5 separate regions of the Sus scrofa genome follow, and regions 2, 3, 4 and 5 are each linked to region 1. The links are chromatin contacts, called in public Hi-C, HiChIP or PLAC-seq and promoter capture Hi-C maps. All regions are on one chromosome and are shown on one strand. The core of a region is the stretch at or near the end of the contact, and the rest is flanking DNA. Distances in the headings are between cores, read along the strand shown.

Region 1 (5,016 bases), core at 1,530-4,029:
ACAAATGGTATCTTTTTTTTTTTTTTTTTTTTTTTTTTTTTGTCTTTTTAGGGACACACCGTGGCACACAGAAGTTCCCAGGATAGGGGTCATATCGGAGCCATGCAGCCTACGCCAGGTCCCAGCCGGGTCTGTGACCTACACCGCAGCTTACAGCAACGCCAGATCCTTAACCCACTGAGTGAGGCCAGGGATCGAACCCAGTCCTCATGCATACTTGGATTTGTTACCCCTAAGCCACGACAGCAACTCATGAAAACCCCTGTTCTTAATGACTACTTTCCATGTCAATAAAAGTTCATTATACAAGATGAAAAAAAAAAGGTAAGGACATGCAGCATTATCCTAGAATATCTCTGCAGTTTGTACCTAACTCAGGCCGCATTTTTACATTTTGCTTGTTGCCTGTAAAAAGAGAACACCAGTTCCCAACACTGTCCATTCACAGTCCTCTCCTTCATCAAATGACGGTAATTAAGAATATTTTTAAAGCTATATGAAGTGCAACAGCTTCCAGACTACTAAAAGAAAAATATACATAAGGAAAGCTAACTACCACATTTTAAAGAAGTTTTTTAACCATAACAGAAATATACTTCTTGTTGCCAACACCACTCACCTTTTTTTTTTCTTAGGGCCGCACCTGCTGCATACAGAAGTTTCCAAGCTAGGGGTCGAACCAGAGCTACAGCTGCCAGCCTACACCACAGCCACAGCAACGCCAGATCCTTAACCCACTGAGCGAGGGCAGGGATCGAACCCACATCCTCATTGTTCCTAGTCGGGTTCATTAACGGCTGAGCCATGAAGGGAACCCCTCACCTTTCATCATACAGTGTTTTCACGTCAAAACACTCTCACGCCTAGCACCTCATTCTGGGCTCACTATCATCCTGTGAGGGAGGTACGGCAGGGGTCATTAACTCTCCTTTCTAAGTGGGGAAATGAAACACAGCAAGATTAAGACACTTGCCCAAAGTTACACAAGTTACAACTTTTGCCTGTGCTTTAAAGAGTAGCTAAAGGCCAGGGCACCACTGGCTGAGGCAGAGATATCTGACACACTATTTGCAATCTCTACTACTGGTAAACTTTCTTACCCTTTTCTGGTCACCTTTTTCTCCTTTCCATTTCTTTTCTGTTTTCTAGGTTTAGTAGAGGACTCTTGAGTAAGTGTTAACAACCCCTTTAGCGGCACTCGAGAAAAAAGGTCTTAATTTACAAACCTGAAAAGTGGCTGTAAACCTGTTGTCCAAGATGATGCTGTCAACAAGAAACTTGTAGAAGAGCACTATGCACAGAACTTTCTGTGATGACGGAAATGTTCCATATCTGCATTAATACAGCAACCGCTAGCCTCATATGACTCTGAATGCTTGAAAGGTGTGCAGCACAACTGAGAAACCAAATCTTAAAATTTCATTTCAATTTAAAAGTCACATGGGGCTAGTGGCTACCACATGAGCACAGTTCTAGAGTCTTCAGACAACCTCCTGGCATTAACGACAACATATGTACCTTTATTAATAACATAAATAATACAGCAGCCTTACTGCAAATCTCATAAGCAGGACCATCACTCCCATTCAACCTAATATTTTTAGAAATTTTCTTTTTTTCCCTTCGAGTTAAATAACAGTAAGTGGAACAGTCTAGTCCCTGCCATGGTCTCTGGACCTGCTTGTATAGTTCACAGTACTGAGCAAATCTGAGCAAAGAGCTAATCCAGAGTCACCACCAGGAACACCTCTAGATGTCTCGGTTCTCCTTTCCCATAACTCATACCTCAAAGCAGTAAAGAGTATAAATCTTAACCATTTAAAATCTCAAAAAATAAATAAATAAATAAATAAAACTAAAAGGAACTCCCTGGTGCTTCAGCAAGTTAAGGATCTGGCATTGTCACTGCTGTGGTGTGGGTTCGATCCTTGGCCCAGGAACTTTCACATGCTGTGGCCGCAGTCCAAAAAATTAAATAAATTCTCTAATATAACACTTTCCATCATATCATAAAAGAAGCAGGTAAGCCACAGGCCTTCGTCCTCCCCTCTCCCATGAGGTACTCATTGGCCCAGGCAGATTAAACCTCCAACAGCACTTAAGTGAATGAAGGCTGCAGGATAAGGTAACCCCCACTGTTTGAGATTCTACAAAGTTGCTGAGGAACATCTTGGCAAAGGTGAAAAGGAGAAGTGTTTGCTTCTCCAAGAGTAAGTTGTGCTGAAGTGTGGTAAACATACAATCTATTATTTCCAACCGAAATAGAATGGAAGACACCACCCTACCAGACCCATGGTCCTGTGTTTCTGCCTCTGTCTAGAACTAGACCCCACTCACTCTCGCCACCCAGGCCCCAGGGCAGTTCACCTTGAAACTCTGTGTTGTCAAGGCCCCTGATGGCCTCCACCGCATCCTCTGCCCGCTCCATGTGTACGAAGGCATAATCTTTCACGATGTCACATTCGATGACTGGACCGTACTCCTCAAATTTGGCCCGAAGCTCTTGGTTGGTACAAGTAGGACTGATGTTGCCCACATGCAACTTGGTTGAAGCTTTGCTCTTATTCTTGCTGGCTTCCACGTTGATGTTCACCCCGTGCAGCTTGTAGTGGTGCAGGTTGCGAATGGCATCCTCGGCCGCCGTCTTGTCCTCTATGTGTACAAAGCCGTAGTTCTTAATGATGTCACATTCCAGCACCTTCCCATACTGCTCGAACAGTGAGCGGATCTCCTGCTCTGTGGCCTCCCGGGGCAGGTTCCCAATGAACAGCTTTACCATCCTGACAAGAGCCTGGGAGAAAAGAAACGAAATTTCCAAAAGTTAGCAGTGGAGGAGAAATTTTCGGTACACTGCATTTTGGATTAATCCTCCGAAGTTCTTGGCATCTTCAAGATCCTCACATAGACATTCATTATTCTTCCAAGAGCGGAGGGAAAAGATTTGCTTTGAAAGAGTAGTGTAAGCTCTGTGTAATGTGCAAACAGAGCGGGTGTCAGCATGCATTGCATAGTCCAACATCTCTGTAAAATGAGGCACATTCTAAGCACAGGGTTGGTTTAAAAAACTCTTTTTGGGGGAGCAGGTACGAGAAGACTCCAAGCTGGGAGCAAGAGGCATCTATCTGACTGTCCCTGGTAACAACGGTTTTGGAGGGAAATCTGGGTACCTCTCCTCCGTGCAGCATCACCTTTCACGATACTCTAGGAATAAAAAGGCCTCCTTGGCCCCAAACTAGGACCACCCCTCTTCAAGCGGCCCAACTCCAGTTCCTTCGCCCCAACAAAGACTCGACCTGACCCCTGCCCCGCCCCCTCCGGAGACCCGGCCCCGCCTCCTCCCGTTGTCTTCCCGGACCTCTTGCAGTGTGAGGAGAACGGCAAACCCTAGGCCGTCCCCGTCCGCCAGAGACCCGGCCCGGCCCGCTCCCAGGCCCCCCACACACCCACAAGAACCCCTCGCACCTCCGGGTGGCGGCGGCGGTGGCGGCGGCTCCCGCGTCAGAGAGAACCCTACAAAATGGCGACGGCCGCTCGAGCCTCGGCGGGACCGGGCCCTTTCTCGCGCGCCAGCTCACGCACGCGCGAGTGCGCGCTGCCTCCCTCCCCTCCCCCTCGCGGGAGCCGGGCGACCAATCCCGCGGCCGCATACAAATGGCTGCCCGGGGCTCGGCTCCCAGCCGCCCCGATACAGGGGCGGGGCCAGCTGGTGACGGCGCTGCGGCGCGGAGGTCAGCCCGCCCCCTGCCCCCCGGTAGCCAATCACCACCCTGGAAGGTGGCGGGTCGGAGCTCCTGCGTCAGAAGGGCTCTGGACGCAACCACTGCCTGGGTGAAATCAGAAGCCCGGGAGAGTCACTAAGCATCACAATGGATCGTGCTATTGGGCCATGGGGGTGGGGGAGGAGGGCAGTGGCTGATGACAAAGGGTTATCTCACTGGGTCCGCTAAAAGGCGGTTTTCTCAGAGGCCTGGCCATCCTCTACGGCCGCTTGGGAGAACGTTTGAGAAATACGGGCGCGCCACATTTTAGGCAAACCTAATCTTTCTTTGTAGAGTTTTTAAACATAATTAAAAATTTTTAAATTGCAAACATTATTCATTGGTGAGGAAACGGAGGACTAAAAATGGCAGAGCTGAGTAGCTCTAAGAGGCTAACTTAGTTAAGTTTCGTTTGTCATATGTATTGAAAGGCGAGTTTTCCCTCCCTAGCTAGAGAACTAGGCCCTAATTGTGTGTCATTCGCGTTTCTGGTCCTTGGCGAGCACACCAAAGGAATACCTGGTGTGCAGGCCCAGAGAGGGTGCTTGTTTCAGGGGTAGCCCAGCGTCCCCACGTGCACACCAAGCCGCGGGAGGGCTGGGAAATTGAGTTCCCCGGCACTTCCTCGCTTTCAGAACTCAGCTGTGGTCCAAGGGCACCTCCTGGTGGCAAGAAGGGAAGTTATTAATGTGAATTACTCGCTGTTAGCTTTGAACAAAGAATAGACATTTATGGAGATGGATGGCCTGAGCTTATCTGCAGGTAGAGCATGCCAGGTTGGTTGTCAGTCACCGTTCCTCCTTGATATCCTCTCAGATACTATCAGGCACAAATTCTCCAGGCTGCTCTCTTCCTGCCCAACTACTTTGTTATGTTTCTTTCCCTGAATTCTTTTTGAAATTCCGGCAATTTCAGAAGAGGCACTGTTCTTCCAATTCTGATAACACTCATGTTTGTCTCCCACCTAATTCTATTTCTCTCTCCTTTTCCCTCTCTTCTTGGTCATTTCCAGTTTCTCTCTACACTCAGACTTTTGAAACATGTGTAGGGACCTCCTTGCCCATTTCTGAAATAGTTTACAGTCATCTTCACCATTACTGTTTTTTTTTTTGTTTTTTTTTTTTGTCTTTTGTCTTTTTAGGGCCGCACCTGCGGCATATGGAGGTTCCCAGGCTGGAGGTCTAACTGGAGCTACAGCTGCTGGCCCATGCCACAGCCACAGCAATGCCAGATCCGAGCCGTGTCTGTGACCTACACC
Region 2 (5,016 bases), core at 1,160-3,659, 250 kb before region 1:
TCCAATGATCAGGAGCTGGTCCAAACAGAAGCTTCAGCAAGGGGTGGGTAAGTACATCAGGGACCAGATAGAGATGAAATTGGAACAAACTTTCTGAAGGAGCCACTTTTATGTCCACCCAGGTACATAAGGTTGGGGGTAGTGGAAGGCAGACAGACAGACAGACCTACCTCTTCCCTCCCTCTCAATTGTGCTACTGAATATAGGATGGTTGCTCTGGATGTCCCAACCTCTGCAAGATGCACAGGATGTCAGGACTGGGTCCGCAGAGACCCTTTTCTTAGCTAGCCCTCCTCCTCCCACTCTACCTGTCTTACCACCACCCTTTTTTATGAAGAGTGAAAAAGAGTTCCTTGACCCCAAATTTCGCTTCTTGGTGTCAAAGTCTATTTCCACCCCTCCCATGTGACTTTCTACAAGCAGGCCGATCCCTTTCCCCCAGCTTCTTCTTCTTTTTTTTTTTTTTTCTTTTTGCTATTTCTTTGGGCCGCTCCCGCGGCATATGGAAGTTCCCAGGCTAGGGGTCTAATTGGAGCTGTAGCCACCAGCCTATGCCAGAGCCACAGCAACGCGGGATCCGAGCCGCGTCTGCAACCTACACCACAGCTCACGGCAACGCGGGATCATTAACCCACTGAGCAAGGGCAGGGACCGAACCGGCAACCTCATGGTTCCTAGTCGGATTCGTTAACCACTGCGCCACGATGGGAACTCCCCTTTCCCCCTGCTTCTAAGTGACCTCATTTCCTAACCCTAACCCTAACCCAGCCCCTCAAGTGACTTTGCACACACACCCCTACCCCACAGAATTCGATTTCAGATAGAATGTCCCATAGCTTATTTTTCTACTTTCATGGGATTCTAGGGGAAACAAAGGCACCCCTCAGCCCCTGTAGACAGTGATCACCGGTGCTGAAAAGAGAAAGAAGGAGGGAGACAGAGCAAAGGAGACATGATGTTGAGACAAAATTGACAAAGGAAAGAAGAGAGACTCCAGAGAGCAGAGGGGGAACGTTTGGTGGGTAGAGGGCTCACAAAGCTGAGACAGACCACTAAGCAGGCAAAGAGGTAACAAAACTAGCTGGGGCCGGGGGAAGGGGGGTATGTGGAGCGTTGAAAGTGGAGACACAGGGAGAAGTCCTGCCGCTGATGATGGGGAGGGGGTCGGAAAGCACTGTGGACAGCCTGACAGAGTTAAGGGGTCCTTGGTAGGTGCTTGGAACCTGCAGAGGGTCCAGAACGCCCCCCCTCGTTTCTCTGCTGCTTCTCCATCTTCCCCGCAGGAGGCAGAGGGGGAGCCCTCCCGAGCGTTGCGGAGGCAGCCAGGCCCCGCCCGTTGCTGCTGCTGCTGCGGCAGCCGCGGGAGGATTCCTGTCCTAATATGGAGCTGGGATTCCCCCGGCCCCGCCCCCGCCCCCAGCCCGCGGGGAGACCGAGCCTTGCAGTCGCGCGGGGGCAGCCGCTGGCTTTGGGGCTGGCAATGGGGGAAGGGATACTTAGGTGTAGACCCAGATTCTCCGCAGGCCCTGGGACCGGCCTCAGTTTCCCCCCGTGAGGGACTGAGGTTAATTAGTGGACAGAGAAACAAAGGGTCACTGCAGACTGCCGAGTTGGTGCAGGTGTTCCTATTTTGGGCTGTGGGAAAATAGAACCGAAGCCAAATTCAGCTGGTCCCTCTCCCTCAGGATACCAGGACCCTTTTCCCACTCATCCTAGAAGCTTAGACCCCCGCCCCCAACTAAACTCCCCCTGCGAAATCGCCAAGACCTGGGTTTGGAAAAGGGGGAGGAGAATTGTTCTTTGAAAGTGATAAGGGAATCCCACAGTTGAGTAATCTCTAGAGAGAAACCCCAGCTCTGACCTATCCCACAGAGGCCAAGGAAGGTCCTTCTCCCCCCGTCCCTCCCCCGAAAGAACGTGACCTTGGCACAAAGGGAGGGGGAATTTGTGTACGACTCTGCTCTTCCCCATTCCCTTATCTCCTTAGAAAAATCGGTGACGGAACCAGTCCCTTCTGCCCTCTGCAGACTCTCCTGCCAGGGGCTTCAGACCGCCTCAGCCCTTGCCCTGTCCCTTCCCTCAGCTGAACACATTCGGGTCCCTGCACCCCCTTGCAGGCCTTCCTAACGCAGCGCTTGCCTCTCGGCTCAGCTGCCGCCAGCCGCGGCCCCCTCCGCAGCCTCCTTCTCCGCGTTCCCCACCCCCCGGCACCCCTCCCGCTCTCGTTCTACGTCATGGGATGACGTTGGATGCCTGGGAGGGAGGAGGAGCGCCCCCCCCACCAGCCAGCAGCTCCCGCTGCAGCTAGCTTAGCCCAGCCTCCCGCCCCCCCTTTCTCTAAAGCGAGCCCCCCACGCCTGACGGGAGCTATATAAGGCGGAACAAGGCAGGCGAGGGGGGCAGCGCAGCCGAGCGGAGCCCAGGAGAGGAGAGAGAGCGAGCAAGCGAGCCTGAGCGAGAGACGGGGAAGCAAGGAGGAGGAAGCCACCGGTGCGTCCGGACAGGAACGCAGGTGTTCGGAGCGCTCGAGCTGGAGCTCTGAAGCCGCTAGTCATGTACCGCTCCACCAAGGGCGCCTCCAAGGCGCGCCGCGACCAGATCAACGCTGAGATCCGGAATCTCAAGGAGCTGCTGCCTCTGGCCGAAGCAGACAAGGTCCGGCTGTCCTACCTGCACATTATGAGTCTTGCCTGCATCTACACTCGCAAGGGCGTCTTCTTCGCTGGAGGTGAGCAAACTGGGGCTGAGACCCAAGCATCAGGGATAGTGAAGCTGAGGGAACCCGCTGGGACTGCCTCAGGTCTAAGGCAGCGTGTCTGCGAGCTGGGGTGAGGAGGAACTTGGAGAACTCAGGATTTCCTACTTTTCCTCCTGAGCTCTGTCCAAACCTGAATGAGGGTTAGAGAGCTTGGGCAGTGTCCCTGGTGCCAGACTTATGGCAGGAGGAGAGCCAGGACACGATGGCCCCAGTCCCCACCAGCGGAGAGAAGCTCCGGGAGCCAAGGGAGGGAAGCCCGGGAAGTTGCAGGGACGGAGCTGCCAAAACATGGGGAAACAACCGCCGTTAGAGATACTGGAAGGGCAATTCTGCAGCTGTTGAAGCGCTGTCCGCGGTGCTGACAGAGCCACGGGGGTTGCAGGGCACTGCCCATGGTGCTGAATGCTCAGTAGCCTTCGGGAGCGCTGTCCGTGGTCCTGAAACCCATACCGGCAGATGCCCCAGCCCCGACTTAGAGGTCGAAGGGCTCGCTGGCTAGAGAGATCCAGCAACAGGTTCCCCGGGCAAGAGCTGCGAACAGCAGGTCAACAGGTGTGTGCAGAGGCAGGTCCATGAAAAAGTCCTCTGGATTTTCTGAAACTCAGTCCATGTCTTTCTCACTTCTGTTTCGCTTCTCAGCCTTATTCCTGACTCATCATATCTTCTTACCCTGCAGGCACTCCTCTGGCGGGCTCCACAGGGCTTCTCTCAGCTCAAGAGCTTGAAGAGATAGTGGCAGCACTACCTGGCTTTCTGCTTGTGTTCACAGCGGAGGGGAAGCTGCTCTATCTGTCTGAGAGTGTGAGCGAGCATCTGGGCCACTCCATGGTGAGTCCTGAGGGTCTTTTCAGATTGGGCTCTGGCACAGATGGGGACATAATAGCTTTCCACTTCTGAGAATTTGAGAATTAATGGGTATGGAGGGGTTATATCCTACAAGATGCTATGTACCAGGGATTGTTGCCTTCACTAATGGTCATCTCTTCTTTATCTTTCTCCAGGTGGATCTGGTTGCCCAGGGTGATAGTATCTACGACATCATTGATCCAGCTGACCACCTAACTGTGCGCCAGCAACTCAGCCTGCCTTCTTCCCTGGACACTGGTAAGAACTTGCTTCTCCCTTCTTCAATCTAATATCCCTCCCGTTGCCTTGCTCCTTCTTGTTTACCATCTCAGTCATTCACTTGCTTACCGATTTTTCTCTTCACTCACCTAGATCGCCTGTTCCGCTGTCGCTTCAACACCTCCAAGTCACTCAGGCGCCAGAGTGCAGGCAACAAACTGGTGCTTATTCGAGGCCGATTCCATGCTCACCCACCTGGAGCCTACTGGGCAGGAAATCCTGTGTTCACAGCCTTCTGTGCCCCACTGGAGACAAGACCCCGGCCTGGCCCTGGCCCTGGCCCTGGTCCTGGCCCTGCCTCTCTCTTCCTGGCCATGTTCCAGAGCCGTCATGCTAAGGACCTAGCCCTACTGGACATCTCTGAAAGGTAAGCCCAGAATGTTCAGACCCCAAGACAAAGTCAGGCCAGAGGTGAGGGGACCCTAGATTCTGGAATCAGGGGCAGGGAGGATGGGCTCTAAGGGGATAGAGGACATGGAAGGGAGTGAGATGCCTGGATATCAAGCAAGGAAAACAGAAAGCTGACCTCACCCTTTCCACCTTCCCAGTGTCCTAATCTACCTGGGCTTTGAGCGCAGTGAACTGCTCTGTAAATCATGGTATGGACTGCTGCACCCTGAAGACCTGGGCCATGCTTCTGCTCAACACTACCGCCTGTGTGAGTGTCCAGAGAGGCTGGGGACAAGACAGGGACCTTGGAAAGGGCATATGGGAAACATGATGAAGAAGGGCTGTGATCAGGGCTGGTGTTGGGGAGATATCAGAGCTCAATGGTTTTGGATACTATAGGGTGAACACTAGGGTGAAGAATCAAAGCAAAAACAGAGTCAAGACTGGGGGACTCTGAGTGGTGAGGTCAAGGTGGGAAGTTGAATGGTGCAGGTTAGGGTAGTCAGAATAAAGGATGCCATAGATACCCCCATTCAGTAGAGAGATCAGTAAAGGGGGAGTTTAGGTGGTGTTGCCTGATGGATGTCCTAACTCTGCATCTCTTCTTTCCTCCCAGTGGCTGAGAGTGGAGATATTCAGGCAGAGATGGTGGTGAGACTGCTGGCCAAGCCTGGAGGCTGGGCATGGATTTATTGTCTTTTATACTCAGAAGGTCCAGAGGGTCCCATTACTGCCAATAACTA
Region 3 (5,016 bases), core at 1,565-4,064, 210 kb before region 1:
AGTACACCACAGCTGCAGCAGCAACGCTGGGTCCTTAACCCACTGCGCCCAGACAGGGGATGGAACCCGCCTCCCTGTCCCTGCAGAGATTACTGTCAGTCCTGTTGCACCACAGCAGGAACTCCTAAACTGGGGATTCTAATAGTAATTCAGTACATGTTCACAGACGGCCTGCTCTGGCTGGCAAGGTGCTGGAAGCTGGGCGTGCAAAGGAGAGTGAGACTGTCCCCGTGTCCTACTGTGGCTGTGCACACCCGGCATGCAGGTGAGCATGCTGCAGGCATTCAGGGATGGAAGCTATCCTGTGGTGCAGGATTTGTACGACCTGCTTCCTGCAGCCCAGCCATCCAGCCTGCTCGGAGGTGGCCTCTCAGGGAGTTTCTCTTTGATTAATGAGTGCTTTTGTCCTCAAAGAGTGTGCTGTCAGCTGCCTTCTTGTTTCATCTGGCTGCTGGGGCCCCAGAACAGTTGGCAAAACAGTTGGTCTCTTGGGCTATTTTTAGCTGTGGGAGTTAGTAGGGTGTGCGGATGTGGTGGGTGATGGGGTCCAGGAGGAGTCTTGGAGATTGGGAGCTTCTCAAGCAACAAACTGGGGGGACAGAGGAGAAGTGTGCTCCCTTTCTGGAATGTGTGGGCAAATTTCACTTATCTTTCTTGACTGGGGCCAAAGGCCACCTCCTCTGTGCAGACTTCCTTGATTTCCTCAATGAAACTTGCACTTCAAGGTCCAACCTCTGGGCTTCCCCCCAGCTCTTGGTTATAGTTCCAATCAGACCAAGGGATAACGAGCTGTAGGGATCTTATCTGATTTATCTCTGGGTCTCTCTTGCCCCAAACCTCCGAGTGCCATCCTGCCATCCTGAGTCACAGCAACAAGGTGGAGAAGTCAGGAGCCCAGACTTTCAAGTCACATAGCTGAGAGCCTCTCTTGGCCCCTTTCTAGAAAAATAACCATGATGAAGTCAGTTTCCTAAATCTCTGCTTTCTCTTCTGTATAATGGGTGATTATAGTACTGGTTTCCCAGGAATTAAAGGGCTTATTTTTTTATTTTTTTAAGGGCCGCACCCACGGCATATGGAAGTTCACAGAGTAGAGGTGAATCAGAGCTGGAGCTGCCGCTGCCAGCCTACCCCACAGCCACAGCAATGCCAGATCCAAGCCTTGTCTCCGACTGAGGATCATCTCTGAACTACACCACAACTTATGGAAATGCTGGATCCTTAACCCACTGAGTGAGGCCAGGGATAGAACCCATGTCCTCATGGATACTAGTCGGGTTTGTTACTGCTGAGTTGATCTCAGAAAGACAGCAATGAGTGATGGCTTGGAGCGAGATCTTAATTTTCTGCTCAGGAAATGAATTGAACCTGAATATCCTGGTTGAAAACCAGGAATCCCAGCCACTAGACTAGCTAGAGGCTAAGACAGAACTGCCCTGACTCTTGCCCCCTGTTGAAAGCAAGACTGTTTCAAGGAGGCAAAGACTGTGAAAATAGGTACAAAGTTTATTGTTAGAGTCACCTTACAACATGTGGGAGAGCACACAGAGAAGTAGTTTATTTGAGTCAGAAGTAGAGGAGTGTGGGTGCCAGTGTCCCCCAGTGAGGAGCGCACCAGAGAGGTGATTTAAATCACTTATATAGGAGAATTCTTCCGGGTCTTTGTTTGCCTTTGGCCAGTTATCTTATTTTATCTCTCATACCAGACTGGGCACGGGACCCTCCCCAATAGGTATGCACATCTTTTGGCAGGACTTATTATGGCCTGGAGCCCCCTCCCTTTCCGACCCCTAGGAGTCTTACAGCGTATGTGTAATTGGGGAGGTCTCCTTGACCCCAAGAGTGATGGAACCGGTCATCTCTTTTCCACTTCAGCAGAGCTCGGCTCCTGCAATTAACTTTTTCCTTTAAGAGTTAAAGAGAAACAAGGCCCAATTTACTCAGCCTAACAAGTCCCAGCTATTCTCAGCCCAGGGGCCCATCTACTTCCTACCTCAGAGCAACGACGGGAACTCTCTTAAAGGGCTTATTTTGTTCAAATCACAGCACACAGCACCTGGCACAGACAGAGAGAGGAATTCTCTTACAAGTCCAGGCCTAGAGGGGACTACAAACCCCCAAAAGTCTCCATTCTCTTTGTGGCATCTCGGGTGGTCTGTGCAAGCTGGAGGGAGGGAGTGTTCCTGGACATGGGGTGGGGAGGGTGGCCAGAGCCGCCCAGTGAGAAAGTAGCCAAGCTGAGCTGGAAGACGGGTCTGCAATTGGGAGTCAAACGCAGCGGCTCTCCTCGGCCTTCCTGCAGACGCACACCCCCTCCCCCGCGTCCTCTAGTATTTTCCTTCTCTTTCTCCTTCCCGCCCCTGCTTCTCTCCTCCTCTAATGCCGCGGCTTCCCCATGTGGGAGGCGGGGTCTCGGGCAGGAAGTGGAGAGTCCCCAGACTAAGGCAGGGAAAGGGACCTCCAGCCCAGTGCCAAGACCCTAGCCTGTGGTCGGTGAGGGTAAGCTAGGGTCTCAGGGAGAACCCGGGAGTCCCCCCAAATTAGGGCGTGGTCTGGGGAGCCGAACTGGAGGAGGGAGTTCTGGTAAACTGCCTGAGAGTCCTGGAGCTGCGAAGTTGGGCGGGGGCGGTTCTAAGACAGTGGTGGGCGGGGCTTCCAAGGGCCGGGGCGGGGCCATATAAGGGGCGTCATCTCGAGAATGGGAGGGTCTCTGCCGACTGGGGCTAAGGCTCGCCGCAAGGGGCGGAGTCTTGGGTGGGGCGGGGCTTACACGGGGCGGGGCCTAGGGGCAGAGGGTGGGGCTTGGCTGTTCGCGCTCATACCCCTCCCTGGGCCCCGGGTGTCCCCGTGACGAGGCAGCGCGGAGACGCCGCGGGCCGGGCCCATCCCGCTGCAGCGGCCCCTGGGCCGAGCAGGGCGAGGCACAGAGGGAGGCGGCGCCGAGCGGGGGTCGGGAGCGCGGCCAGGTGAGGCCGCCGGGACGGAGGGGGCGCGGGCTTCGCCAGGCGGGCCCCAGCGGGCGCGGGGGGCGTGTTTGTGTGTCTGAGTGGCGGGGGTACTCGGTCCGAGGGCGGGCGCCTGTGGCTCTTTGCGCGATCGCTCCTGCTGTCGCGGGTCCAGGGTGGGCTCTGCGCCCGTCTGGGCATTGCCCGCGGGGCTCGGGTTGTGCGGAACTGTGTGCGTGCGCGCGCGTGTTTGTGTGGAAGGGCCGCCGGGTGTATATCTGCGTATGCGCTGGGCTGTCATTGTACCTGCCCCGGGCGCGGGGCGACGGCCTGCCCCGGCGCAGTCCCTCTTGCGCGGAGATGTTTTCCAAACAGGCTTCCTGCGGAGACAGGCTCTGCTGCAGCCCGAGCGGGAGGGGGGAGCTCCGCCCCCACAGGCCTCCAGAGACCCGGGGCGGCCCAGGGACTGCAGATTGACACCTGAGGGAGGGAGGGAGGGGGCGACCGCCTGGGAGGGGTCCACAGGGTGAAGACAAGATAGGGAGACTGAGGCAGATGGATAAGGAGGTAGAGGTGGTCAGACAGGCAGAGATGGAGAGGAGGGTGGGGAGAGATGGTGAAAAGGACAGCGGTGGGGACAGAGAGTCATTGAGAAAACAGACAGAGGCCTAGACTGGCAAAGGGGCAGAAAGATTAAGATGGACAGGTAGATTCCAAGAACCTGACCGAAGGATTACTCAGAGGTCTTAGGGCTGAAAGCAAAACCCAGGAACTGAGTCTAAGACGAGCAGTAAGGGCCCTCAGCCCCTGCGGGTGCCTTTCTCCCAAGCAGATCCCAGACTGAGGTCCTGGCCAAAAAGAAGCTTCTGGCCACCCAAGCCAGTCCATCCCTCTGGCCTTGCCGAACATTCTGACCCTCTGACTGTGGCCCCTCCCTCCCGGTTCCATTCCATCCATCTCCCTTCTGGGGTATTCCAGCAACCCTGTCAGCTTAGTGGTTGCCATAGCAACAGTGTGGGTGAAAGGTCATTCTGGTCTCAGCCTAGGTGGCCTGCAGCAGCTGGCACTGAGGGGCGTTGGGATGAGAGGCTGCAAAGCTCTCTTTCTTCTCTCTCACTCTGCCCAGAATGGTGCTGGAAGGAAACCCTGAAGTGGGGTCCCCCCGAACCTCAGACCTCCAGCACCCAGAGAACCAGGGCTCTTGCATCCTCTCTTCTCCCGGTGAAGATGCACAGCCAGGGGAGGAGCCCATCAAATACGGTGAACTCATCGTTCTGGGGTGAGCCTCCCTGATTCCGGGGGAGGGGTGGGACACCAGGCACCCCACAGGACAGCCAGACCAAGCACCCCAGCTCACCCCACTTACAGCCTTCTGCTGTTTGTCCCTCCTCCCCCTCCCAGGTGAGAGACAAAATTGCCCAAATCCACTTCAATTCACAATTGTTATTTTAATCTTCCCATTTTTCATAAATGACTGAGACAACTCTAACTGCCCCCCTAAGTTTCTGAGCAGAAGAAAGTAACGGCAGCTGCCTTTCATAAAGCATGTAGTGTGTATAGTCCGGGGCGAAGAACTCTGGTACGCCATCCAAACTGCTTGGTTTTCACATCCTGCCTCTGCAAGTTGCTTAACTTCCCTGCGCCTCTGTTTTCCCGTTTACCAGTAGGGACGATGGTAATAATAACTCAGAGGGTTGTCAGCAGGAATGGATGCGGTGATTTCCGCAAAGCACGTAAAACAGTGCCCGGCACGTATACCAAGTGTTCTGGGAGGCAGGCCTGTGCCGAGCCCTTTCATGGACATTATTTCATTTCAATCTTCACAAAGATGCTGTGAGGAAGGAGGTGAGGAAACCGAGGCTCAGAGAGGGGAAGTGACTGGCCCAAGGGCACACAGCTGGTAAGTGGCAGGGCTGGGATTTGGACCCAGGTCTTTCTTACTTTAGGTTCTAGTGCATTTTCACTGAGCCACAGCTGACCCTCACGCTACAGATGAGGAAACTGAGGCCAGGGGAGAGGAAGCGACGTGAGTTGATGGCTGAGTAGACTTCATCTCTTCCTGGTCTTCTCC
Region 4 (5,016 bases), core at 1,609-4,108, 130 kb after region 1:
GGTGAAAGATCCAGCATTGCTGTGAGCTGTGGTGTAGGTTGCAGACTCGGCTCGGATCACACGTTGCTGTGGCTCTGGCGTAGGCCAGCGGCTATGGCTCCGATTAGACCCTAGGCCTGGGAATCTCCATATGCCGCAGGAGCGGCCCAAGAAATGGCAAGAAGACAAAAATAAATAAATAAATAAATAAATCCTACATTCTTCCCCCATTTCCTAATCCTTTTTACATTGCTTTCTCTTCTTACCTGACTCTCTGAATTCCTCCATCCTGTGTACTTTTGGTAACAGATTTTTTTTTTTTTTGATATGGCCCCCTTTTCAGGGAAATAATGAATACACTAAAAGAGTGAAGCTTAAAGCTTTTTGTTTTTAAATAGTAATTGTATCTGTTTTATTGCCTAGTGTCTTACTGCTTGTGTTTTCTGAATGTGTCTGTGTCAGTAAGTCACCTCTGTGAAAGGAGAGAACATTTTTTATTTATTTAAATTCCCAAGTGTCATGTATATATTATGATCTCAGTATTGTTGATGGTGGGGGAAGAACTGTTCAAATCCTGCTTTAAAATCTTTGGTTCCTTTGGGATTCTCTGAACCAGCAGCTTGTAATTATTATACACTGAAGTCCCCTCTTTACTTGTTTTGTTCTCTAGGCTCATCAGAAACTGCAAGCCTCACTCTCAGTGGCTGTAAATTCCATCATGAGTATCATGACTGCAAGCACCAGCAGCAACTTCCGAAAGATCTGCCTCCAGACGCTTCAAGTTAGTAGGAGATGAGGATGTTTGAAAGTGCCAGGGTTTTCTGTTTTTTTTTTTTTTTTTTTTTTTTTTCTTTCTTTTTAGGGCCACACTTGTGGCATATGGAAGTTACCAGGCCAGGGGTCAAACCAGAGCTGCAGCTGCCAGCCTAAATCACAGCCACAGCACCAGATCCATGTTGCATCACACTGCAGTTTGCAGCAACACCGGATTCTTAACCCACTGAGCGAGGCCAGGGATCAACCCACATCCTCATGGATACTAGTTGGGCTCATGACTGTTGAGCCACAATGGGAATTCCTCCCAATTTCTTTCTTTCTTTTTTTGCTTTTTAGGGCCGCACCCATGGCATATGGAAGCTCCCAGTGGAATTGGAGCTGTAGGCACTGGCCTATGCCACAGCTACAGGAATGCCAGATCTGAGCCACGTCTTTGACCTACACCACAGCTCATGGCAACCCCATATCCTTAACCCACGGAGTGAGGCCAAGGATCGAACCCACAGCCTCATAGATCCTAGTCAGGTTCCTTAACCACTGAGCTACGAAGGGAACTCCCCCCTCCCAACTTCTTATTGAAGAAGGTTCTATTACCTCATGGTGACAGAACATTTTGGAAATAACTGAGCAACCGTAAGGATTACATGTATTTAGCAGTGTGGAGTAGTGTAACAAGTTTTGGGAACAGAGGCCTGAGTTCAAACCTTGGCTCATTTACTTGCTGGCTATGTGGACTTAGGCCTTTACTGAACTCTGAATTTCTTTTCTTCTTCTTTTTTTTTTTTTTTTTTTTTTTTGTCTTTTTTGCCATTTCTTGGGCCACTACCGCAGCATATGGAGGTTCCCAGGCTAGGGGTCGAAGCGGAGCTGTAGCCGCCGGCCTACAGCACAGCACAGCAATGCAGGATCCGAGCCGCATCTGCAACCCACACCACAGCTCACGGCAATGCAGGATCCTTAACCCACTGAGCAAGGCCAGGGATTGAACCTGCACTGCAACCTCATGGTTCCTAGTCAGATTCGTTAACCACTGCTCCACGACGGGAACTCCTGAACTCTGAATTTCATCTACAAATTGGAAAAAAATAATAGTCCCACACAGGGCTATTATGAAGTAGAGGGCTGGATGTGAACCTTTATAACACATGGTAGATTCTTAATAAATATTGGTTTCTTTCCTTCCTTCCTTTCAATGTGTGCTGACCATTTGGTATTATCAGTAGGGTAACGCATTCATTCCATATCGGTTGCTTCCTTTTTTTTTGTACTTTTTTTTTTTCTTTTTAGGGCTGCACCTGTGGTGTATGGAAGTCCCTAAGCTGGGGTCAAATCAGAGCTGCAGCTACCGGTCTATGCCACAGCTTCAGCAACATCAGATCCATGCTGCGTCTGCATCCTGCACCACAGCTTATAGCAATGCTGGATCTTTAACCTACTGAGCAAGGCCAGGGGTCGAACCCATATCCTCATGGATACTAGTCAGATTCATTTCCATTATGCCACAGCAGGAGCTCTGATACTTTTTTTTCTTGAAAAGGTAGTATAATATATACAAAATTTAAATTAATAACTAATAAATTTTATCACTTAATTTTTGACTTTGTATATTATCTGCATTATATAATTATAACCAAAATATTCTATATTCACATGTAATTTAATATTTCCCCCTGTTTGAACAATCTTTTTTTTTTTTTGGCCACACCTGCAGCATATGGAAATTCCCTGGACCAGGTTGCAGCTGTGTGTTTAACCAATATTCCTGTTGTGTTGGTTTAATCTAATTTAATAAACCATTCCCCTAATGATAGACGTTTAAGTTGTTTACATTCTTTCTGCCAGTATAAATAGTACTTCAGTTAATATCTTTATGTGATATCTTGCTTCTTTTGAATTATTTCCCAGAATAAATTTCTATAAACAGAGTTAATTGGTCAAAGCAATTAACTTCATAATCTAGTGCATCTTCTCACAGCTTCAGCTTTCTGGATCATGTGGATGGCACGAGGTAGTGAGAAGAACACTATACTGGCAATGCTAGAATCAGCCCTAACTTCTACACGTGCTAGTTGGGTGGGTCACTTCTCCTTTTTGAATTTCATCTACAGAATTAGTGTATTGTAGGAGGTGATTACGTGGTCCCCTTTGACTCTAATATGCTACAATTCTATACTAAAGAGAGGAAGCTGTGACCCATTCTTGATGGGTGTAAACTATGTCACTTTGTTCTTTTTCTCCCTAGAAGACGTTCCTGTTTCAGCCTCAGTTATTAAGTAGAACCTCCCCTCTCTTGGAACTTGTTTTAGAGGAGAGCAGTGTATATAACCTCTTCTTGAACAGGTGGCTCTCAGGGATATTTATCTCCTAAAGAGAGGAGAACAAAGACCTTGTTTGAAAGATCTTGCTTAGGAGCCACAACTACCTGTCTCATGTCAAATAACCCAGACCTTTTTCCTCCTTCTCCTGTGTCCGTAACAGCTGAGGAACACGAAGGATGTCAGTGGTTTGCTTTTCTCTTTGTCTCAGCCTCTCCCCATGTAAACTTCCTGTGGGCACTTAGCTTTGGTTGGCAGTACTGGAACTCAGCATATTCTATCTCTGGCCCATTTTAGGCATCTGACACACAGGAATTTGCAACCAAGCTGCATAAATCATTTCATGAGATCACCCAGCACCAGTTTCTTCTCCACTGCTCATGTGAGGTGAAGCAGGTAAGCGTAGAGTAATAACCAGACTTTGATGGAAATCTTCCATGTTGAAGTGTGGGAACCCTGAACACAGGTGGGTAGGTGCGGGTGCTTTAGACTGCGCAATCGCGGGTTAGCCTTTCAGCATGGAAGCCTGTGGTTTAGAAAAACTTTATAGAATTGAGTATTACATAGCAACTAAGAGCATGGTTAGCGATGTTGCTTGAATTCCATTTCTGCCACTACCTGGTTACATGACGTTCTTGTGGAAGCTATTTAACCTTTCCAAGTCTCAGTTTGTCAGTACAACAGGCATGATACATGCCTAAAATGATCACTGTGAGGTTTGAATACAATCATATATGTAAAGTGCTAAGCACGTAGCTACTTTTGTGATGATGACAATACGGTGGAATTCTTATGTTTAGCTTTGCCTAATGAAAAACATACTTTTATCTATTCACCTTTTTCCCCCTGTTTTTTGGCCATATTCATGACACATGGAAGTTCCTGGGCCATGGGTTGAATCCAGGTTGCAGCTGTGACTTATGCCACAGCTATGCAACACCAGATCCTTACCCCACTGCACTGGGCTGGGGATCAAACCGTCAAGGCCACAGAGACAAGCCAGATCATTAACCCACTATACTGTACCACAGCGGGAACTCCCCATTCACCTTTTTGGATGCTGGAGATAGAGAGTTGCATTAGTTGGGGTCTCTGCCCTGATGATGGTCAGATAGTTACAGGCTTCTCTAAGGAGTGAAGAGAAATCATAGCTGGGAAATTGTATGTATTTCCAGATTCTGTGTGTAGGTAGTAGTAGTGTTCCAGCTGAAGCCCACTTCTCTAACTCCCTTTGTAACAATCAGGAATTAAAGTATAAGATGAATAAATAAACAATATTAAGGGTGAAATTATATTCAGTGACTTTTCTGATATTAAAGTAAAAGATGAATAAATAAATGATATTAAGGGCAAAATTATATACAGTGACTTCTGGCCAAGATAAAGTAACAGGGACCAGATTGACCCTCCTGCCCGAAATAACCAAAAATCTGGACAACAACAAAAAATACAACATATGAAACAATGGTTCTCAAGACTTTGGGCCTCAGACAATGAATGGGGTAGCTATTCCTGAGATGGAAAACAAACACAGTGAGCCCTACGATTGTCTTACACACTGCCTAGAAAAAGCAGGGAAGCTAGGGCGTAGGGAACAGGCATCTAGGCAGAGCCTAGTGGGCTCTCTGAGTTAAATAGATGAAGCTGGGAGTCCAGGGATGCCAAAGCAGCGTAGGTTTTCAGGGCAGAGTACTGGAGACGAGACGAGACAGCTGCACCCAGAGGTTCCTCTCTCCAGTATTCAGCTGAATACTGATCGGCTCATTCAGGTGAAGAAACTGTCCCAGTGAAGAACCACCCAGAAGGATTAGAGGGAACAAAATGCAGAGCTTCCTCAGGGCCAGGAATAGTACCTATTCCCATCAAACAGAGAGGAAAGTCATAATTTATGGAGTATTAGGTAGAATACTAAGAATAGTCTTGCCTCAGGAATGGAGAAAAATTA
Region 5 (5,016 bases), core at 1,010-3,509, 130 kb before region 1:
CACGACGGGAACTCCGAGGGTCTACTCTTTTGCCAGCGCGTACACCCAGCTGAATCCCTGGCTGCCCTCACCTCCTGTCATGACATTGGGACTGGGTCCCAGGGCACTGCCTGGAGAACCAGCCAGAAATCCCATCTCCCCCCAGGATGGGCCTCAGCCTCCCCGGCTCCCCACCTGTGAGCAGCATGAGCCAGGGCAGCAGGAGGAGGGCGGCCGTGTGGAGGGGCGTGTGGGCTCGCAGCAGAGCTGACAGGGCCGGGCCCAGCAGCACAGAGACGTGCAGCAGGACACCTGCGGCGTGAAGCAGCAGACACAGGAAGGGCCGGTAGTTGTGGAAGCCCACGCAGCGGCCCAGCAGGCGGCAGTGGTGGTCCCGGCGGAGGATGCAGATGCGACAGGCGGAGCAATGCCCACTGCGTGGCGGCACCTGGCTTTGGCACTGGTAGCAGTAACTGCAGGGAAGGAACCACAGGGTCAGTTCCCCTGGCAGCTCCAACTGCCCCACATCATGCCCGGGTCAGCCCCTGAACCTGTCCTGGGGAACAGACACAGCCACAGCCCTCGCTGGGTATATGCAAGCCGAGCACTACTTCCCAGACCCTTCTTCCACTTCTAGAACAGCAGGTCTGAGGGCTCGTCCAGCTCTGACAGCCCCAGTCCTGAGCCCCTTCTCTGGCTTCTAACATCCAGAGCAAACTTCTCATCTCCACTGTCACCACTGTGGCCCGTCACCACGAACTCTACCCTGGATTGTTGCAGCAGCCTCTTGCCCCATCTCCCTGATTCCACCTTTGTCCCCAGGATGTTTCTTTTCTATTTTTTTTTTTTTTTTTTTTGGCCACGGATGTGGCATTCAGAAGTTCCTGGGCCAGGGATTGAACCTGACAACGCTGATCTTTTGAAAATTGAGGAGTTCCCGTCGTGGTGCAGTGGTTAACAAATCCGACTAGGAACCATGAGGTTTCGGGTTCCATCCCTGGCCTTGTTCAGTGGGTTAAGGATCCAGTGTTGCCGTGAGCTGTGGTGTAGGTCGCAGACGTGGCTCGGATTCTGCGTTGCTGTGGCTGCGGCGTAGCCCGGTGGCTACAGCTCCGATTAGACCCCTAGCCTGGGAACCTCCATATGCTCCATATGTGGCCCTAGAAAACGCAAAAGGAAAAAAAAAAAAAGAAAAGAAAGAAAGAAAATTGAAATCATGCCCCTCTTCTGTTCAAAACCCTCCAACAGCTCTCCATTTCGCTTCTAGTAAAAAGCCACAAATTCAAAGGTTTACATCTCTAACCTCTCCTCTCCCCCATCTCACTCCACGTCAGCCACACTGGCTGGCTGGCTGTTCTTGGAACATGCTGGGCACACAACTGCCTCAGAGCCTTTGCACTGCCTGTTCCCTCTGCCTAGAACATTCTTTCCCCAGATGAGTGGGGCTAACTCTCCCACCCTCTTCAAGTCTTTGTCCAAATACCACCTTCTCAATGAGGCCTGCCACTCTGTTTCAAACTGCCATTTGCATCCTCTTTAAGCTGCTCTTTTTGTTTCTTTACCACCACCAGCTTCTAACATTCTATATTATTTGTTTATTTATTACACCTGAAGTTTATCATCTGCCCCCTCCTCCGCTAAAATCAGGAATACGTTTTATTGCACCTCCAGTGCCTAGAACAGTACCTTGCACACAGTAGGTACTCAATGTTTGTAAGTGAATGAATGATACTTCTTGTGGCTTCTGGTTCTAAAGGAGTTCTCTGGCTCCAACAAGCGGATCTTTGTAAACTGGTTCTATCATCAGGTCCTAGGGCCCTCCCCCTGCCCCAAGCTCCCCCGGCCCCACACCCCACCCCTGCCAGACCCCGTGCCCCACTCACGCCCAGCCCTGGCCCAGACCACGGCCGGCCAGCATCACACCCCGGATGCTGGGATCCGAGCGCAGGAAGAGCCCCACGTTGCCCAGTAGGTTTAGCAGCTGGAAGGCTGCCAGGGCAAGCTGCAAGGTCCGGGCCAAGGGTCCCAGCGGGGGAGGCCCAGGACCAAGCACCAGCACGTAGGCCACCTCCAAGCCCACAGCCGCGGCCCACAGCGCAGTGAGCACAAGGGGCAGCCGCGCGTGTGCCCCCTCGGCGCTCCCCACCGCCCAGGGCTGCCCCATGGCTTGGGCCCACCCGCGGTGGGATCGGGAGTACCCCGCCGCTTCCGTATCGGGGCGGGGATAGTGTCAAAAGGACGTCTGCCACGACCAATAGAAGCTGTGAAGAGGTGAGGCGAGCTTTCCGGTTCACAGGCGGCGGCAGGCAGATACCGAGATGTGATTGGACGGCCGAACGAGCCAAGGAAAGGCTTGGAACCTCGTCGGCGCTAGAGCCTGGTAGGGCGGCGCCGTTATAGCCCCGCCCACCCGCGGAGGCCCCGCCCCTCCCGCCGTTGCTGAGTCCCCGTCCCGCTGGCTGGCTCGCCAAAGAAGATAGAGTTGCAGCCTCAGTGGCGTCCGGGTTTCCCGGCTCAGCACATTCTCCCTCAACCCTTAGTCGCCCCGATATTAATAGCCCTGCCTCGGCCCATCCAGTTGGCTTGAAGCCCCGCCCCCTCCTCTAGTGTCTCCCCTCGTCACCCGAGAAAACATTCAAATCAACTCTGCGCCTCGGTGTTTCTGACTGTGAAATGGGAATAATGCTCCTTGTTTCCCACCAAGGGGGCGCAGGAAGAGGGTCAGGAGGAGACCCCAAAGGCAGATTAGAGAGGTCTGCAACCGCTATTGTTATCGTCATCTCCGTTGTATACCTGAGGAAATAGATTCAGAGAGGGCCCGTGACTTTCCTAAAGTCACACAGGAGCCAAAACGCGAATCCCGGATCTCCGCTATGAGATCCACCCCAGCGCCTCAAAATTCTGCAGTCTCCTAGTCCCAGGACAACCTCCTGCCTGGTCTCGAGCGCCCTCGCCCCAATCCGGCCCCTCCCTCTTCCCCCATATTTAGCGCGAATCCGATCCGGGGCTGGGTCTGCGGCTACTTAATGCGGTCCCCAAGTTCTGGAGCGCGCGGAGCCCAGCGGAGCCAGGAGCCCAAGCAAGATGATGATGGTTATGCAGCCCGAGGGTCTGGGGACCCGGGAGGGGCCCTTCGCAGGCGGAAGCGGCGGGGGCGGCGAGTACATGGAACAGGAGGAGGACTGGGACCGCGACCTGCTGCTGGACCCGGCCTGGGAGAAGCAGCAGAGGAAAGTGAGTGCTAGCCCATTTCCTGATGGCAAAACTGAGGCCTGAGAAGCCAGGCGGTTTGTCCTTGGCATCTTAGCAGGTGAGGGGCAGAGCCTGTCTTAAACCTCGGTGTTATTCCTTAGCCGAGGCTCTGCCCATCAGCCCCTGTTGTCTCCCAGGGCTGGAAGAGGGGGCTGGGGGACCCTCCAGTGGTTTAGGATAAGAAGAGTTTCCCCACCCCCCCCCCAGGGTTCATTCCCCTGGGCCTACTGCTCCATTTCTGCTAAGGAATATGGGGTGAGCGAAGCCCAGGAGATCCAAGTTTGAGGGTGGGGGTGTGGGGCCCCCCCACACACCCCCAACTCTCTGGTGAAATATTCCCAGACTCCACCTGAGGACTTGCAGCCAAGCAAATAGTGGACTTGGAGTGTGGGGGAAGGGGTAACCGTCCCAGACCCCCCTCTCACCCTCTCCCTATTCTCTCCAGTGTGATGTCCATGCTCACCTATCCCAGTTGTCGCATCAGGAAACTGAGGCCTAGAAAGGGGCCGAGATAGGACCCAAATCATACACTGTCAGAAAACAGGACCCCCGCAACCTGAGGGTCTTTGCCCATTGCCTGCCCCACCCCGATTCTTTCCCAGGATACCCCTCCCCACCCCAGGGGCCCTGAGTCTGCTGTAAAGGCCACAGGTGGGGGTGGGGGGGGTGGGGGGGAGCCCTGGGTTTCCTTACGTGTAACCTGACTCTCTGACCAGATGGTCACTCTGTGCTGAGGCAGCGCCTTGGAGGACCTGAGAGGGGCACATGGGCAGCTGCCACCCAGGCCCAGCCTTGTAGGGTACTTGGGCCTCCCCTCCCCGATCTATTTTCACTCCCAGACTTTCCCAAATGGAGAGGGTAGGACACCTGGGGACCTAAAAGAGAAAATGATCCGGACTGGAGTGAGGAAACTTTGGGGAGTGTCAGGCCAGGGGTAGGGAGGGCCCATGAGGTCATTCGACCCCACTCGGCATTTGCCAAAAGTGTATGACACCAGGAAAGGGCCGAGAACGGGGTACTCAGTGGAATTCGCAGGATCTGAGAATCCCAGGATTTAGAATCAGAGCACTTCCGCTGGGTTAGATGACAGGAGGTGACCCCAGGGGCTGGGAGGCTCAGCTGACTTGATGAGGGTGCCCTGGGTGACACGCCCCCCCGCCCCCAGCTCTTCCTGCACCTGTCTCCGAGCAGGGCTGCAGTCCTTGGACCCAGCCATCTCCCAGTGATGTCATCCCTGCCCCCTGGCTCCAGCTGCCACCTGCCCTGCAAAACTCCTCCCCCTACCCCCCCAAACCTCTCCCAGATCCAGGGTCACAGACCCCTCATTAGGCACATGCCAGCCTGTAACTTGCTTTCATCACTTCAAAGGTCGAGAGCATCCTCCCGACCCCACTTACAGCCACTCACCTCACCCATTCATGCAGTGCACAGCGTAGGTGCTCCTCACATTCATCGGCATCCCCTGGAACTGGACATTCAGGTTGTTTCTTTTCAGCCAATGTTGTTTATTACAAAGTGATGAACGTCTCTAGCCCCACCCCATCCCTGCTTCTCCTCCCGGTCCTGGAGCCCTCCTGTCTCTTCCCGCCGACACCTGAGTCCTCCTTATTCCACTTCATTCAAAAACATTCATTCAGTATGTCTTAGAGCGGGCCTACTGCCCGGCACTGTTTCAGATGCCAGGAATTCAGCAGGGGACAAAATAAAGCCCCTGCCTCAGGGAGCTTATGTTCCAGCAGGGACAAATGTTTCTATCTCATCCACTTGATCCTGCCCCGTCCCCCT

The links. Promoter capture Hi-C pulls out the DNA fragments that hold promoters and counts their contacts. Hi-C and Micro-C count contacts between places; a contact is called where the count stands out from the background. HiChIP or PLAC-seq counts read pairs in DNA pulled down with a chosen protein or histone mark.
Region 2: a promoter capture Hi-C map of fetal liver shows a contact between it and region 1, with 6 times the contacts expected there. The contact joins the promoter of NPAS4 here to the promoter of RBM4B in region 1. A contact is called at or near these places in 4 of 5 promoter capture datasets (fetal liver, fetal skeletal muscle, liver and 1 more), 8 of 47 Hi-C or Micro-C datasets (embryonic fibroblasts, fetal liver, heart right ventricle and 5 more) and 1 of 2 datasets of contacts at active chromatin or transcription factors (alveolar macrophages).
Region 3: a contact with region 1 is called in an H3K27ac HiChIP or PLAC-seq map of alveolar macrophages. The contact joins the promoter of PELI3 here to the promoter of RBM4B in region 1.
Region 4: an H3K27ac HiChIP or PLAC-seq map of alveolar macrophages shows a contact between it and region 1. The contact joins the enhancer-like site here to the promoter of RBM4B in region 1. A contact is called at or near these places in 2 of 5 promoter capture datasets (fetal skeletal muscle and liver), 10 of 47 Hi-C or Micro-C datasets (embryonic fibroblasts, fetal skeletal muscle, liver and 3 more) and 2 of 2 datasets of contacts at active chromatin or transcription factors (alveolar macrophages and skeletal muscle).
Region 5: a contact with region 1 is called in a Hi-C map of liver, with 4 times the contacts expected there. The contact joins the promoter of ZDHHC24 here to the promoter of RBM4B in region 1. A contact is called at or near these places in 1 of 5 promoter capture datasets (liver), 3 of 47 Hi-C or Micro-C datasets (heart right ventricle, liver and skeletal muscle) and 2 of 2 datasets of contacts at active chromatin or transcription factors (alveolar macrophages and skeletal muscle).

What each region holds. Positions count from the first base shown.
Region 1 is chr2:5,744,037-5,749,052 of Sscrofa11.1, reverse strand. It overlaps RBM4B (RNA binding motif protein 4B), which reads right to left and starts at 2,779. Exons shown (of 2, transcript NM_001123188.1): 1 at 2,368-2,779. The coding sequence starts at 2,779.
Region 2 is chr2:5,993,333-5,998,348 of Sscrofa11.1, reverse strand. NPAS4 (neuronal PAS domain-containing protein 4) reads left to right here and starts at 2,409. Exons shown (of 8, transcript XM_003122496.5): 1 at 2,409-2,728; 2 at 3,435-3,586; 3 at 3,760-3,862; 4 at 3,977-4,250; 5 at 4,432-4,541; 6 at 4,890-5,016. The coding sequence starts at 2,554.
Region 3 is chr2:5,957,584-5,962,599 of Sscrofa11.1, reverse strand. It overlaps PELI3 (E3 ubiquitin-protein ligase pellino homolog 3), which reads left to right and starts at 2,814. Exons shown (of 8, transcript XM_013994053.2): 1 at 2,814-2,966; 2 at 3,987-4,224; 3 at 4,774-4,845. The coding sequence starts at 4,073.
Region 4 is chr2:5,609,308-5,614,323 of Sscrofa11.1, reverse strand. It overlaps C2H11orf80 (type 2 DNA topoisomerase 6 subunit B-like), which reads left to right. Exons shown (of 13, transcript XM_021082776.1): 10 at 650-760; 11 at 3,369-3,467. Among named protein-coding and RNA genes, the nearest start is that of RCE1, 16 kb to the right of the region's middle. Within about 2 kb of position 2,858, at least 1 of the 83 cell types and tissues checked has an H3K27ac peak or open chromatin away from gene starts, as enhancers often do. A contact at or near this core is called in alveolar macrophages, where this site is marked.
Region 5 is chr2:5,871,752-5,876,767 of Sscrofa11.1, reverse strand. It overlaps ZDHHC24 (probable palmitoyltransferase ZDHHC24), which reads right to left and starts at 2,259. Exons shown (of 3, transcript XM_003122494.6): 1 at 1,863-2,259; 2 at 175-452. The coding sequence starts at 2,143. It overlaps ACTN3 (alpha-actinin-3), which reads left to right and starts at 2,989. Exons shown (of 21, transcript XM_003122492.4): 1 at 2,989-3,213. The coding sequence starts at 3,064.